Regions from separate parts of the Mus musculus genome. Here regions 1 and 2 are each linked to region 3. A link is a contact called in public Hi-C data. All regions are on one chromosome and are shown on one strand. Each heading gives the region's core, a stretch centred on a gene start, on an enhancer-like site or on the middle of the called end of the contact. The rest is flanking DNA. Distances are from core to core; before and after follow the strand shown. Region 1 has its middle 16 kb from the start of Prex1. Region 2 overlaps Arfgef2 (ADP-ribosylation factor guanine nucleotide-exchange factor 2 (brefeldin A-inhibited)). Region 3 overlaps Prex1 (phosphatidylinositol-3,4,5-trisphosphate-dependent Rac exchange factor 1).

Region 1 (4,683 bases), core at 870-3,369, 140 kb before region 3:
TACAGCTTGCCTCTAGGTTGGAGAGGTCTCACCGAAAAGCCCAGCTGTCCACAGCATGAATACAACAAGGGCTCAATGGGGCTCCAGGTGCCCTTTGTAGTGTGCTCCTGGCAGGGCATGAGATTGGAGGGTGGCTGGAGGAGCATTCATGTGTGCCTTGGTTTTGCCTTGTCATGGACCCTTGGAGTCCTTTACTGTCATACTACTGCTAGGCCCCTTGGGCTGATGAGGAACTGAGAAGTGACCTCACAGCCCCTGTGAGGTCATCCCTCTCCTCCAGGGAAAGGAGGGATGGAATAGGAGGGGAGTTAAGTAACGTGCACATGAAACAACCCTAGCCAGACTTCGACTCCTACATCTACCTGGTCCTGAAGCCAGACGCTCACTGAGATGGGCCAATCTATGCCTCTCTCTGCTGGTCCTGGCTTGAGTTGCGTTTTTGGCATCTCATCGTTAGGATGTTAGACTATTACAGGCGCTCAGCAGAAAGACGCCTGCATATGGACTACCAAGGAGTCAAGGTTGACCTTGACTGTATCTTCCCAGAGGATGATGGGCCTTCTTAAGATCAGGCAGGCGTGGGAGGCAACCGTCCACTCATTTATCCAACACACACTTGTTAAGCACTCTGCTGGTTAGTATTCCATTCCTGTAATGGAGTAATAGAGACAGAGTGATTTATAAGCAACAGACGGTGCTGGTGTCTAGAGAGGACCTCCTTGCTGTGCCATCCCAGGGCAGGAGAGCAAGAGAGGGCTGTATGTGCCTTATGTCAGTGTTTGTGTGTGGGTTTATGTGGAGGCTTAAGGTTAACATTGTCTTCCATCTTATTTCCTTGTCTATCTGTGTGTGATGGTTTGTATATGCCTGGCCCAGGGAGTGGCACTATTAGGAGGTGTGGCCTTGCTGGAGTAGGTGTGGCCTTTTTGGAGTAGGTGCGTGTGGGACCCTACTGCTAGCTGCCTGGAAGTGAGTATTCTGCTAGCAGCTTTCAGATGAAGATGTAGACCTTTCAGTTCCTCCTACACCATGCCTGCCTGGATGCTGCTATGTTTCCATCTTGATAATAATGGAGTGAACCTCTGAACCTGTAAGCCAATCCCAATTAAATGTTGTCTTTATAAGAGTTGCCTTGGTCATGGTGTCTGTTCACAGCAGTAACACCCTAACTAAGACACTGTGTGTGTGTTTCTGTCACATGTGAGTAGAAACCAGAGAGGTCAGAAGAAGGCAATGGATCCCCTGGAGCTGGCATTGCAGGTGGGTGTGGCATTGCAGGTGGGTGTGGCATTGCAGGTGGGTGTGGCATTGCAGGTGGGTGTGGCATTGCAGGTGGGTGTGGCATTGCAGGTGGGTGTGGCCTGCCTGACTTGGATGCTGGGAACTAAGCTCAGGTCTTCTGCAAGATCAGCAAGTGCTCTGAACCTCACAGCCATCCCTCCAGGCTCTACCACCTTATGTTTTGAGACAGCATCTCTCCTTGAACTTGGGATTCACTGGTCCAGCCAGGTGAGCTGGTCAGAAAACTCTAGGGCCCCCCCCCCCATGTCTCCACTCACAAAACTCTAGGGTTATAAATGTACACGGCCACGCCTGGCTTTTCACATCGGTGTCAGGGATCCTGGGTCAGGACCTCAGACAGCATCCCTGAGCCATCTCTCCATCCCTCTTATTTTTTTATTTGTTGGTTTATTTGTATTTTGGAGACAAAGTAGCTTTGAACTCCTTACGCAGCTAAGGATGACCTTGGACGCCAGAGTCGCCTGCCTTCACTTCCTGGGTGTGCTGGGATTACAGGCCTGTGCTACCACAGGCCATTGAACTTTTATGACAAATCCAGCCTGTGGTCTAAGTCCCTCCCACAAGAACATCATCAGTGCCTGCATGAGCACAGGATCTTCTGGAACCGACCTCCTCTTACAGACGTTGTCAAGGCCCTAGGGATAAAGATTCCAGCACAAGGCGTTTGGGGGACACACACAAAGTCAGCAGGTCCCTTCAGCACAGAACAGGCCAGGTTCTGTGCTGGGGCTCAAATGTAGCAGTAGACAGAAACCCCTGCCGCATTTACTCAGCGGAGTAAATGCCCAGGAGACATCTGCTCCATTACCATGACAATCACCATCCCCATTTACACACGCAGGAACACAGGCCCCAGACATGAAGTCACACAGCCAGCCAGAGGCCAAGTGCTGATCTGACTTCTGATTTCACAATTTCCAAGTCAGCTGTGTCTGCCACATCAGGCTGGAGAGCGAAAACACGGCCACGTGGAAATGACCTCACGTTTCTCCTGCTGCTCCTCAAAGAGAAGCGAGCGAGGAGTTGACGGAAAGGAGTCAGCTTGGATTGTGTCTGCAGAGAACTCCAGCAGCACACACCAGGGCACTGTGTGGTCCACAGAGGGGAGAGCTGACTCACAGGTCGTAGCAGTTTCTGAGCTGGGCTTCAGGATCAGATTAATGAAGGACTTTCTGGAGGGAGGGGACCAGTGGCAGGCGTTGGAGGGAAGGAAATTGTGGATAGGAAAGCGTAACATGGCTGCTTGAGTCGCTGTATAGCCCCACATCCTCTGCCAGACACAAAATCTCCCTCTCCTTCTTTATTTATTGGATGCTGATGGCATAGGGAAGGAAGTCTGGTTAGCAAGACTTGACAGCTTTTGTAGTTGCAGCTGAAGTCATTAGCCCCGCACCAGCAGCACCCGGACCTCCCGGTTCACAGGCAGGAGATATATACACACACAAGGATGTAGTAAAAAAAACAAAAAAATGCTCGCAGCAAGAGCTGTGACTCATTCTCATTTCTGCTGGGACAAATGAAAAGGCCAGGAGTCAGGGATGGATTCATCACTCGCAGCAGTCTGCTTCAGAGAACTCAGCCCCCCTGTGGCTGTCCTTCTTCACTAGGTGGGGGGATTTGGAAAGCAAAGCCTTCTGTTGATGTCTGGGGGGGTGATTGGGGGGGGGAGAGTGGGTAGTCTCCACGGAGCATGGAGACTTGTTGTTCTGGTTATGCCCAGGTTACCTGCTAGGATGTTCACTGGAACCACTTCTAAATGAGAGCCATTCACTCACTCTCTCTCTCACTCACTCACTCATTCATTCATTCATTCAATGATGGATTAAAGTGTGTTGGGTTCTGTGTAGTTATTCCCTGTGTAAGTAAGAAAAAAAAAAGTTTACTAGGAGCCAAGACCAGAAAAAGGTGGTCTCCATAAAGATTTAAAGAGAGGGAGATCTCTCTCTCTCCCTCCCTCTCCCTCCCTCTTTCCCTCCCTCCCTCTCTCCCTCCCTCTGCTCTGCTTACAACTTAGCAACCACAGCTGGGACATTGTTTTTGTGAATAAAGCTTTATTGGAAACCTGCCATGCTCATTCATTTCCAATCGTCCTTGACACAACAGAGCTAAGTTGTGGAGCAGGGACTGCAGAGCCATGAAATAAGAATTGTCTGGGGGATGGAGGAGGGGATAGGGGGCTCGTGGAGGGGAAACTGGGAAGGGGGATAACATTCGAAATGTAAATAAATAACCAAAAAGACAAAAAAGAAAAAGAAAAAAAAAAAGAAAAAAGAATTGTCTGTTGTCTGCTGTTCATGGAAGTTAGTGACCTCCAATCCAGCATAAAAGAGATCGAGGCTTTATGGGTACGAAGCATTGTTCTTGGAAATGGCTTCAGCAGGGTTTCTCACCAGTCATGTGTCCACACAAGACAACATGAAAGCCAGAACCCTCTGGTCGGTCTCTGTCTCCAGAGCTTCCTGAGTAGGCCAGGCTTTGGTCAGGTGGGTTACCTAATCTATACACACAGAGGGCTCTCTTGCTCTCCTGTGGATGGACGGAAGTCACTTCTTCACTGATACACAGGGAAACAGACACAAGGAGGCTAGGTAGGGAAGCTGATCTAAAGAGCAGGGGGCAGGGCTTCCAGCACTGGGGAGTGGAATTGTAAGCACAGTTCCCTGGTTGAGGGTGACCCGATCTGCCACACTACAGCCAGGGTAAGGCACTAAACTGGTTGGTGACTGGCTTGCTCACTATAGTGAGATCCTTTCAGACCAGGCTCCTGTGGCTCCACCCCCTACTCCCACCCGCAGCATCCAAGGTCATCCTGGAAGTCACCAAAGGGGCAAAATGAAGAGTGTGTGGGAAAGCCTCAGGGCTTTGGCCTAGAGTACTAGGCACAAAGGTCACCACAGGTCTCCAGGAACTTAAAAACAGTCATGTTGCTCTGTCCACCTGCAAAGGACTCTGGGAAATGTAGTCCTTGGGTGTGCCAGAAGAGAAAATGACCTGTGGTCTGTATCAGGTGTTTCAGGCCCGGGATGGAGCCCTAAATGATGCTCACAGACAGGGACAGAAGTGACAGACACACAAGAGAGAAGGTACTAAGGGAGAAAAAGGAGAGACTGTGGGTGTTGCATCTTTGACATAAAAGCAGAAACACATGAAACGGTACAGGGCTAGGTCTTTCTCGCTTTTGTATTTTCTGTCATGTCTGTTTGAATACACATATATCTAAACAAATGTATGGCAGATGGGCAGAAAGAACACGCTTTAAATACACCCAAGTGGGTGTCTGTGGGGGAGTTGGGACTCTGAGGAGTAGAGACGGCAGAAGGCAAAAATAAGACGTGAAAATCAAACCAAGCCAAGGCGATATAGTCCGAGCTGCGGTGGTGG
Region 2 (4,101 bases), core at 998-3,497, 230 kb before region 3:
ATGGGGCAGCTTTCACTGGCTCTGAATGTGAAGAGAGGGTCAGGACAGAAGCCAAGATTAGCCAGGAGCTAATTACACAGGCCAGTCAGTGCTCTGGGCCCATGTGCAAGAAGCATCAGCAAATGGGCTGCCAAAACCATTTTCACAGGCTGGAAATGTCCAAGGAACAGCTCTGGCATCCACAATTCTAGCTGACTGGAGGTTGGGTCTATATGCACTATGGTTCCAGATGATTGGCAGGCCCTGAAGAGGCCTCAGTTCCAGCTGAGAGATGGATCCTGATATACTATGGTTCTGGCTAAGACAGGCTTTAGATACACCATACCATGATTCTGGTTGAGACGGGCATTGGATATATTTAGAGAACACAATTATTTTCCCACTAAAAAGAGGGAGAATAAGGAACGAGGACAAGTGAGAGGTAGACTCTCACAACAGCCTGTGAGTATGAGACTTAAACACAGCCAGGTTACAAGCCACACATGGACACGTCAGCTGACTGGTACTAGATGACTCGTGAACCCTCCAGAATCCTGACTTCCCACCGACTGTAAGAGGACTTGGGTGTGGCTACTTTATGAACAACCCCAGGAAAGAAGTCCTGCCATAATCCGACAGAGGCAAAGCAGGCACAGCAGGTGGCTGTGTCACGTCTTTGGCTCGGCTCTTATCTCAAACCAAAGTCCAGTGGGGATGCAGTCCCCAGTGCTGCACAGGAGAGCTGCTGGGTGCCCTAAACTGGAACTAGAGACATTGCCCACTGTCGTCCTCTGCAACCCAGGGTGGCAGAACAGATACACTCTCAGTGAGGACCTCAAGGCAGGCCACACCCACTCACCACTCAAGAGGAAGACAGGGATGATGGCTGGGAGACCGGTGGCTGGTGGGGCTCACCCTGCACTCCACTGCTTCCTGTGCTAATAGCACAGCACTCACAGTTGCCAAGTGGGCAGCCTGCAGCAATAAATGAGCAGGCCACAAAGGAGGGAGATAGGCCCAGGCTAGGGCAGCTGCACCTAGAAAGCCACAGACTTCTGCAGAGATGGATTCTGGGTGTTGTATTACCTACGAAAGCAGCATCCCCACTCACCAGCCTCTCCTTCCCATCAACGGCCACCAAGATCCTCACACCTGACCCTGCCCAACAATCATTACCGGCTAATTCCCTCAGACCACAGCATCTTTCCAATAGGACAGCCACATGTCCCTCCTATCTAACTCAGCCCTATCCCCCTTCAAGGCCCTCAGTCACCTGCTCCTCCACCCCAAATCCTCCTACAGTGGCTGGTCATATTCCAAATCTTGCCCCTGTGTGGAACTGGGGCACCTCTAGTTCCTTTCTAGTCTCTCTACATGATCTCCTCTCTTTCCAGCTAGCCTACCTACTCAAATGCTCCCAGAGGATCCTACACTGGCCAGCCAGACCTCCCAGGACTGACCTGACAGCTTGCCTCTTCCTGCATTTTCCAGGTGGAGCCCTTCAGCAGGACTGCTGACAGAGTGAGAGACATCCAACAGCCATGACTTCTGACCTCTGGTCTCAATTTGTGGCAAAATCCCATCCTAAGATAACAATTCCACCCTCTGGTGAACTGTCTCCACCTAAGCAAACATCCAACAACAGGCGAGTCTATGATGTTGCCATCACCAGCCTCAGAGGCTACGTACTTCTGCACCATGTGTAACATACATCGCTCTCCTCAGTATCTCTCACTGACTGGCATCATCATATCCTTCCTTCACAGATAATATAGCAGCCTCCTGTCCTGGAGAAGTTAGATGCCAACACAGGGAGACTCTCTCAACTTCCTGTTAGCAAGCCTGTCCACCCTAGGGTCCCCTTGTTCTGAGGCAGGAAGAAGATACCATCCCCCATGCCCACCTCTCCCTACTGCTTGCCTGGGGACTTCATGCTCTCAGGACCAGCCACTCTTCTCATCACAGGCTCCCATCACTGCCCACTAACCACCTGACTGTTCTACTTCTGACCCTCTCCTCCCTTCCTCCCTCCCTCCCTCCCTCCCTCCCTTCCTCCCTCCCACCCCACAGCTCTTCTCCACACAGCAGCCAGAGGGACAGTTAACACTGTCAATTTGATAGGCTCTAAAGTCACCCAGGAGACAAGCCTCTGGGCATGCCTGTGAGACTGCCTCCATTAGACTAGGTGAGGTAGGAGGAGCCACTTTAATTGTAGGCAGCGCCATTTCTGGAGTCCTGGGCATAAGAAGAGAGGAAGCTGAGTACCAGCATCCACCACTCTCTGCTTCCTGACATGGCCATGTGACTAAGGCCTCAAGCTCCCGCCACAGTGTACTGTCCCATCAAACTGTAAACCAAAACAAACTCTTCCTTCTGGGAGCTGTTTTGAGGCAGCAAGGAGATAGGCAGTGTGGGAAATGGCTCACACTGAGGGGAGCCAATGGCCCTCATCTGCTCAACTCTCCAACAGCACGAAGTTCAGAATCCTTACGGCTCCACTCTGGTCTCCCCGTCCACAGTCACTCCCTACCATAGCCCAGGGCTCTTTCAGTCCCAGGCTCACATGTCACCACTTCAGAGGTGCTTTTCAGCATCCTCACTAGCTGCCCCTGGGACAGCTCTGCACTCCATTTCCCGCTAGCTTACTCCTCTCAGCTTTCTTCCCAGTACTGACTGGTCACCCCTGACATACTATGTCAGCTCCTTTATGCCTGCTTCCCCAGCCCAGCAGACCCGCTATGCAAGCCAGCCTGTGCTGTCCACTAGAATGTGTCGACAGACAGGAGCGGGTGGGCGGGCACTCAGTGTGTGTTGAACACCCATGTAAATCTTCCTTTTCCTTTCCTGTGTTATTTAACCTCTCCCTCAAGTGGATCCCCTTTCAATGACATTTAGAAAATTCCAAGTGTCTTCTCCCTTAAGGAAAGAAAACTGAAGGTGTGCGTGGCGACACCCCTATATTCCAGCACTCAGGAGGTCGGAGCACAACTGCCACAAGTACCAGGCCAATCACTACTACATAGCAAGTCTGCCTCAAAACCAAGAAAGAGACAAACCTTCCATGGGCCACACCGCTCCTCCTGACAGCACACCCAGACACAGCCTGCTCTCCACACCGAGTTTCTCTCCTCCTACTTTCACTTCTGCCTACGCCAGTCTGGATTCCACCTGCAGCACTCCACCCAAAACAGCTCAAGAGACCATCAGTGACCATGTCTCTAACCTGACAGGCCTGCTTCCACGCTCCATCTTTTTATTTACATTTCAGCCATTGCCCCCTTCCTGGTCCTCCCTCCATGTTCCGTCTTACTAGCCTCCCTCAGCATCCCACTTACCAAGTCCACAATCCCAGAATTTTTCTCTGCATCTGCCCCGTGCTTCCCATCTGTCTCTGCCCTAGCTCCCTCTGCACAGGCCACCTCCTCTGCCCAGGCAGAAAGAGATGCAGGTTCTCGCACTAGGCGCTGACCCACACGTTCCAGTCTCTAGACCAGGCCTCTTAGGAGGCTGAGGCTTATCTATGCAGTCGCTACCTATTTCATGTGTGTAATGGATGGTGCTTGATATGGTTTGTATATGGGATGTCCTCTGCAAGACCCACATTTTAAAGATGTGGTTCCCTAGATGGTGGAGCCAGTTGTTGAGGTGTGATTAGCTCAGGAGGGCGCTAACTCTATCAATAGGTTAATCCGTAGTGAGTTCACACTGCGAGAACACAAAGCTGGGCCTGGCTGGAGGGAGTAGATCACTTAGGGATGTGCCTCTGAGGATGGCTTGCTCCTGGTGTCTGCTTCTCTCTCTCCTCCTGGCCGTGAGGCGGCCAGCTCTGACCCACCACATCCTCCACCCTGGTGCTCTTCTTCACCTCACAGCCAGAACAGTGAGACCAGACTGAGACCAGGGTCCCAGTGATTACGCCTCTAAGTCACGCCTCTAAGATACTCGCCACAGCAACGAGACGCTGACTAATGCATCCCAAGGCAGATCTAGTTCCAGCTCAGATGAGCCCTCCCCTCCCTACACATAGGGTCGCTCCTCTTCCCACTGACAGCTGGTTGAATGAACCACTCACTCCAGCTCTTGTGCTTTTACCCAGGTCCCCTTAGCGTTACTTGTGCCGCC
Region 3 (4,484 bases), core at 1,822-4,321:
TGTGGCAAAGGGCAGTGTCAGCACAGAGTGGAGGAGGGGACAGCACCTTCTGCCACGTCTGGGTCCCGAGTGTCTTCTGGGAGGGACTTAGCAGACAGGGAAACAGAGGAAGCTTGCCACTGCAGCCCTGGAACCATCTTTTTGTCTTCTTCTAGAAGGGAAAACCAGAGTGCAAAGGGTTAAAGTATCAGCTGGAGGGGTTTGAACTTCAGTCTGTGTGCACCTCTCAAAGCTGAGCTAGCAGCCTTGGCTGGAAGGGGGAGGTGGGGCCTCACCTGGCTGGCCAGTGACTGGAGAGTGTCCCTCTGTGTCTCCTTGGACATCATTGCTCAGAGACAGCACGGTGACTCTTCCTCCAGCTCTGGAGCCTCCTAACCCCATGTTTACAGCAGAGGCTAAATTAGCGGGATGCTCGGAGCCTGGCACGCCCTGCTCTGAGGGAAGTAGCAATTTGCGTGCCTGTTTGTTCCAGAGCGGGAGAGGGGTTGCCCACTCACACACAGGTAGTTCCCCTGCAGGAGGAAGAATGGCCCCCCATGAGCATAGTGGGGTCTGGAGGAATCTGGACTGGCTCTCTTCTTGCACGCAGGCCCTCACAGGCTAACTCTTTGCTTTGATGGACCTTCTCTCTTTCCTTCCTTCCTTTGCTTTTTCTTTCTTGGTTTTTCTGTTTCTGTTTCTGTTTTTTTGTTTTTGTTTTTTTGTTTTTTTTTGGAGAGACAGGGTTTCTTTGTGTAACCCTGGCAGTCCTGGAACTCACTCTGTAGACCAGGCTGGCCTCAAACTCAGAAATCCACCTGCCTCTGCCTCCCAAGTGCTGGGATTAAAGGCGTGTGCCACCACGCCCAGCTTCTTTTTTGTTTTTAAAGATTTCTTGTTGTGTGTGCGCGTGTGCGTGTAACATGTGGCTGGACTCACCCTTCATGTGGAGGCCAGAGGGGGACACTGGGTACCTTCCTCAGCCACTTTCCACTGTGGTTTTTGAGACAGGATCTCTATCTGAACCCAGAGCCCTCCCAACTGGGTCAATTGCTGGCCAGCAAGCTCTGAAGATGTGCTGGTCTCTGTCTCCCCAGCACTGGGGTTAGAGGCATGTGCTTCACAGGGCATTTATATCGGCACTGTGGATCCAAACGCAGGCCTTACTGCTTGTATGGCAGGCACTGAACCCACCAAGCCATGTCAGGTTTTTAAAGGAGTCAGAGAGCCAAGGCCGTTGTGTGGAGTTCACACATGTTAACACTGGCTTGCAATTCTGCTCCCTTACAATGCTCTCTCGACCAAGCCACGCTTGTCCGGGAGCTGCTTCTAGCCTGTGGCTGCCGGTTGGCCAAGGCGCCGAACCGCTGCCATCTGACCACGACTGTGTGTCTGCGGCTTGCAGTTCTGGAGAAGAGCGAATTCAAGGATGAGTCCCAGTACTTCCGCTTCCATGCTGATGAGGAGATGGAGGGGACCAGCAGCAAGAACAAACAGCTTCGCAATGACTTCAAGCTGGTGGAGAACATCCTGGCAAAGCGACTGCTGGTAGGAGGCTCACAGTAGGGCTGTTCTGCCTCTCTTCCCTGCCTCTCCTGTGGCCTGGGAGCTGGGCAGCTTCAGACAGTGGCCAGAGCAGGGCATGCAGCTCTGAGCATGAGTCTTGGGACAGAAAAGCCAAGTCACTGTGCTAGCCAGGACTATATTCCTCATGAAACGCTGGGGCTGCAGGAGTTCCTACCCTTTCATCTAGCCCACAGCCATTGCTTCACTGTGCCTCCTGAGTCACCTCCTCCAGCACTATAGATAGCTCTCAGGAGTTTGTGTCCTGCTCGCATCCAGGAGCCTTGAGTGTCTGCAGTTGGGACATTTACTAACCAGGTCAGCAAGGTTGGCATCCCAGCCCACCTAGCCTGACTTCTTAGGCTGGGCTTGTGGCGAGTTGTCCGGAAGAGGTCTGTCCATAGCCACTCTAACCTCTCTGGTCTGTGGTAATCCTGGGGACGGCAGTTCCCTCTGGTGCTCTAAAGCCCTCCAGTGTAACCCACCACACCTGGATAAGAGTCAGCGTCTGTCCTGAGCTCTTCCTGCCTCTCCAGCTTTGTCCCCTGGGTAACGCTTTCCTCACTGTCTGAGCCAGGCTAGTCTCTCTCCCTGGGGCTGCCTCTGGGCCTTCCCACCCCCTGTACCTGCTGCCTAGAGCTCTTTGCCCACCCGCTCTCTTCTTTTACTTTAGCCTGAGTACATTCCCAGTCACACTGTAGACTGTTTCCTTCAGTCAGCAGTAAAAGTGGGGCAGCTCAGGGGCCTTGTAGACTTGCCACACACACCCCCCGCCCCCGCAGGATCCTAGTTCTTGGGGAGAAGGGTGTTGTCGTCGCTCCCGTCTGGTTGCCATAAGTGCATCTTGGGCTTTCAGATCCCGCCACAGGAGGACGACTATGGCTTCGACCTTGAGGAGAAGAACAAGGCTGTGGTAGTGAAGTCTGTGCAGAGGGGCTCGCTGGCTGAGGTGAGACCCACCGGTGGCCACTCAGGTGGGGTGGTACCTGAGCTGGGGGTGACCCCGTGTCTCTGAGATGCAGGGTAGCTGGGAATGAGACTGCCTTCCTGGCACGTTCCACTAGCGCCACCTGCTGGGCTCTTGGAGACGTGCAGGGAAAGCAGATGGCTGGCTCCCTGCAGGGTTTCTTCTGTCTCCCAAACCCCAGTTTATGGCATCTCCTTCCACAGTCTTGTTCACATTCCCATGGTTACAAAGTGGCCACCACACTGACCTCTGTGCCGTCACAACACAGGCTGGCGCTGGCCATTTCTTCCCAAGGGAACTGCCACCCACCCTTGCCTCCTTGGGCTTTCATTTACAGCTCAGAGCCCAGCTTCCTGGTGCTTCTAGAACATTCCAGCTTCCTCGGTGAAGAGGGAGGAGGCCAGTGACACCTGTGCTTGTCCCTCCAGATGGCTGGCCTGCAGGCTGGGAGGAAGATTTACTCCATCAACGAGGACCTGGTGTTCCTGCGTCCCTTCTCTGAGGTGGAGACCATCCTCAACCAGTTCTTCTGCTCCCGCCGCCCGCTCCGCCTCCTGGTGGCCACCAAGGCCAAAGAGTGAGTGCGAGCCTCAGGCTGACTCAGCAGGTCTCCCTGGGCCTGGCCCTCCAGCATGGGGCTGCCACCTTTGTTAGTCTAATTTGATGTCCCAAGTGCATGACCAGCTCAGTTTTGGGAACACCGTCCCGTCAAGGTGGATACAGTTCCTACCTTCCATGGATTCTTGCGAAGTCAGGGGGCGGGGCCAGATATACACTGGGCAGGTGTGAGGCGTGTGCCGAGTTGGCAGTTATCAGCAGATACCTGAGATTAGAGAAGGAAGCCAGTGTATGCAGAGAGACAGTGGCCAGAGAGATGTCACTGGGGATGGAGCGATGGCTCTAGGAGACGACTTCTGGAGGACGAGGGTTCTAGAAAGATGAAGCACTCACTGCAAAGCCCCCGAGGTTGCACTGTTGGTGGCAGGTCGGAGGAGGCAGTGAGGGGGTAGAGCAGAGTTGGAGAGAGGAGACATGAGCAAGTCCCCATGGATGACCGCTGGAGAGGAAGGCTTCCCTGGGGCTGCAGGTGGAAGCAGGTGCCTTCTATGGCTGCCTGGCTTGCAGGGTCAGGGTGGGCCACATCTGGACAGAGGTGCGGTGGGCATACTTTTATTTTACTTATTATTTATTTATTTATGTATATGTACTCTGTCTGCATGTATACCTGCATGCCAGAAGAGGGCATTGGATCCCATTACAGATGGTTGTGAACTACTGTGTGGTTACTGGGAATTGAACGCAGGACCGCTGGAAGGGCAGTCAGTGCTCTTAACCACTGAGCCATCTCTCCAGCACAAATGTACTTATATTGGTTAATTATTTGGTTCCCTGCTTCCCAGGCACTTGAGGCAAATGTTGGCTGATCCTTTCACAGAGGTTGCCTAAGACCATTTGAAAACACAGATATTCACGTTAGGATCCCTAACAGTAGGAAAATTACAGTTAGGAAGTAGCTATGAAAATAATTTTATGGTTGGTGGGGTCACGAGAACATAAGGAACTGCATTTTTTTTTTTTTTTTTTTTTTTTTTTTGAGACAGTGTTTCTCTGTGTAGCCCTGGCTGTCCTGGAACTCACTTTGTAGACCAGGCTGGCCTCGAACTCAGAAATCCACCTGCCTCTCTCTGCCTCCCAAGTGCTGGGATTAAAGGCGTGCACCATCACGCCTGGCTTCATAAGGAACTGTATTAAAGGGCCCCCCAGCATTAGCAAGGTTGAGAACCGCTGGTTTAGACTCTGTTTCTGTAAGGACAGGAGATTCAAGGAAAAGGTGACAGGAAAGGCTTAGCTACTCGATGCCGGAGACGGAAGTCACCAGGGTTTAATCTTTGAGGACAGGCTCTCAGGGTGGCTCTGCTTGCCCGGTAGACATGGAAGGAGGGATCATGCTGTGTGCTGGGGACAGAAGCTGCCT

The links. Hi-C and Micro-C count contacts between places; a contact is called where the count stands out from the background.
Region 1: a contact with region 3 is called in a Hi-C map of bone marrow-derived macrophages, with 43 read pairs. The contact joins two enhancer-like sites. A contact is called at or near these places in 1 of 15 datasets of contacts at CTCF or cohesin (embryonic stem cells), 8 of 484 Hi-C or Micro-C datasets (the G1E-ER4 cell line, the N1E-115 cell line, astrocytes and 5 more), 7 of 115 datasets of contacts at active chromatin or transcription factors (bone marrow-derived macrophages, double positive thymocytes, embryonic basal ganglia and 4 more) and 4 of 9 other capture datasets (adipose tissue, embryonic stem cells, liver and 1 more).
Region 2: a Hi-C map of bone marrow-derived macrophages shows a contact between it and region 3, with 25 read pairs. The contact joins two enhancer-like sites. A contact is called at or near these places in 2 of 484 Hi-C or Micro-C datasets (Th1 cells and bone marrow-derived macrophages), 1 of 115 datasets of contacts at active chromatin or transcription factors (double positive thymocytes) and 3 of 9 other capture datasets (adipose tissue, liver and pancreatic islet).

Annotation. Positions count from the first base shown.
Region 1 is chr2:166,727,912-166,732,594 of GRCm38.p6, reverse strand. No RefSeq gene overlaps it. Among named protein-coding and RNA genes, the nearest start is that of Prex1, 16 kb to the right of the region's middle. Within about 2 kb of position 2,119, at least 136 of the 459 cell types and tissues checked have an H3K27ac peak or open chromatin away from gene starts, as enhancers often do. A contact at or near this core is called in bone marrow-derived macrophages and stem cell-derived neural progenitor cells, where this site is marked.
Region 2 is chr2:166,819,062-166,823,162 of GRCm38.p6, reverse strand. All of the region lies in intron 1 of Arfgef2 (ADP-ribosylation factor guanine nucleotide-exchange factor 2 (brefeldin A-inhibited)), which reads right to left. Among named protein-coding and RNA genes, the nearest start is that of Arfgef2, 16 kb to the right of the region's middle. Within about 2 kb of position 2,247, at least 53 of the 459 cell types and tissues checked have an H3K27ac peak or open chromatin away from gene starts, as enhancers often do. A contact at or near this core is called in bone marrow-derived macrophages, where this site is marked.
Region 3 is chr2:166,590,803-166,595,286 of GRCm38.p6, reverse strand. Prex1 (phosphatidylinositol-3,4,5-trisphosphate-dependent Rac exchange factor 1) reads left to right here. Exons shown (of 40, transcript NM_177782.3): 16 at 1,385-1,527; 17 at 2,399-2,491; 18 at 2,938-3,086. Among named protein-coding and RNA genes, the nearest start is that of Gm29679, 29 kb to the right of the region's middle. Within about 2 kb of position 3,071, at least 18 of the 459 cell types and tissues checked have an H3K27ac peak or open chromatin away from gene starts, as enhancers often do. A contact at or near this core is called in bone marrow-derived macrophages and stem cell-derived neural progenitor cells, where this site is marked.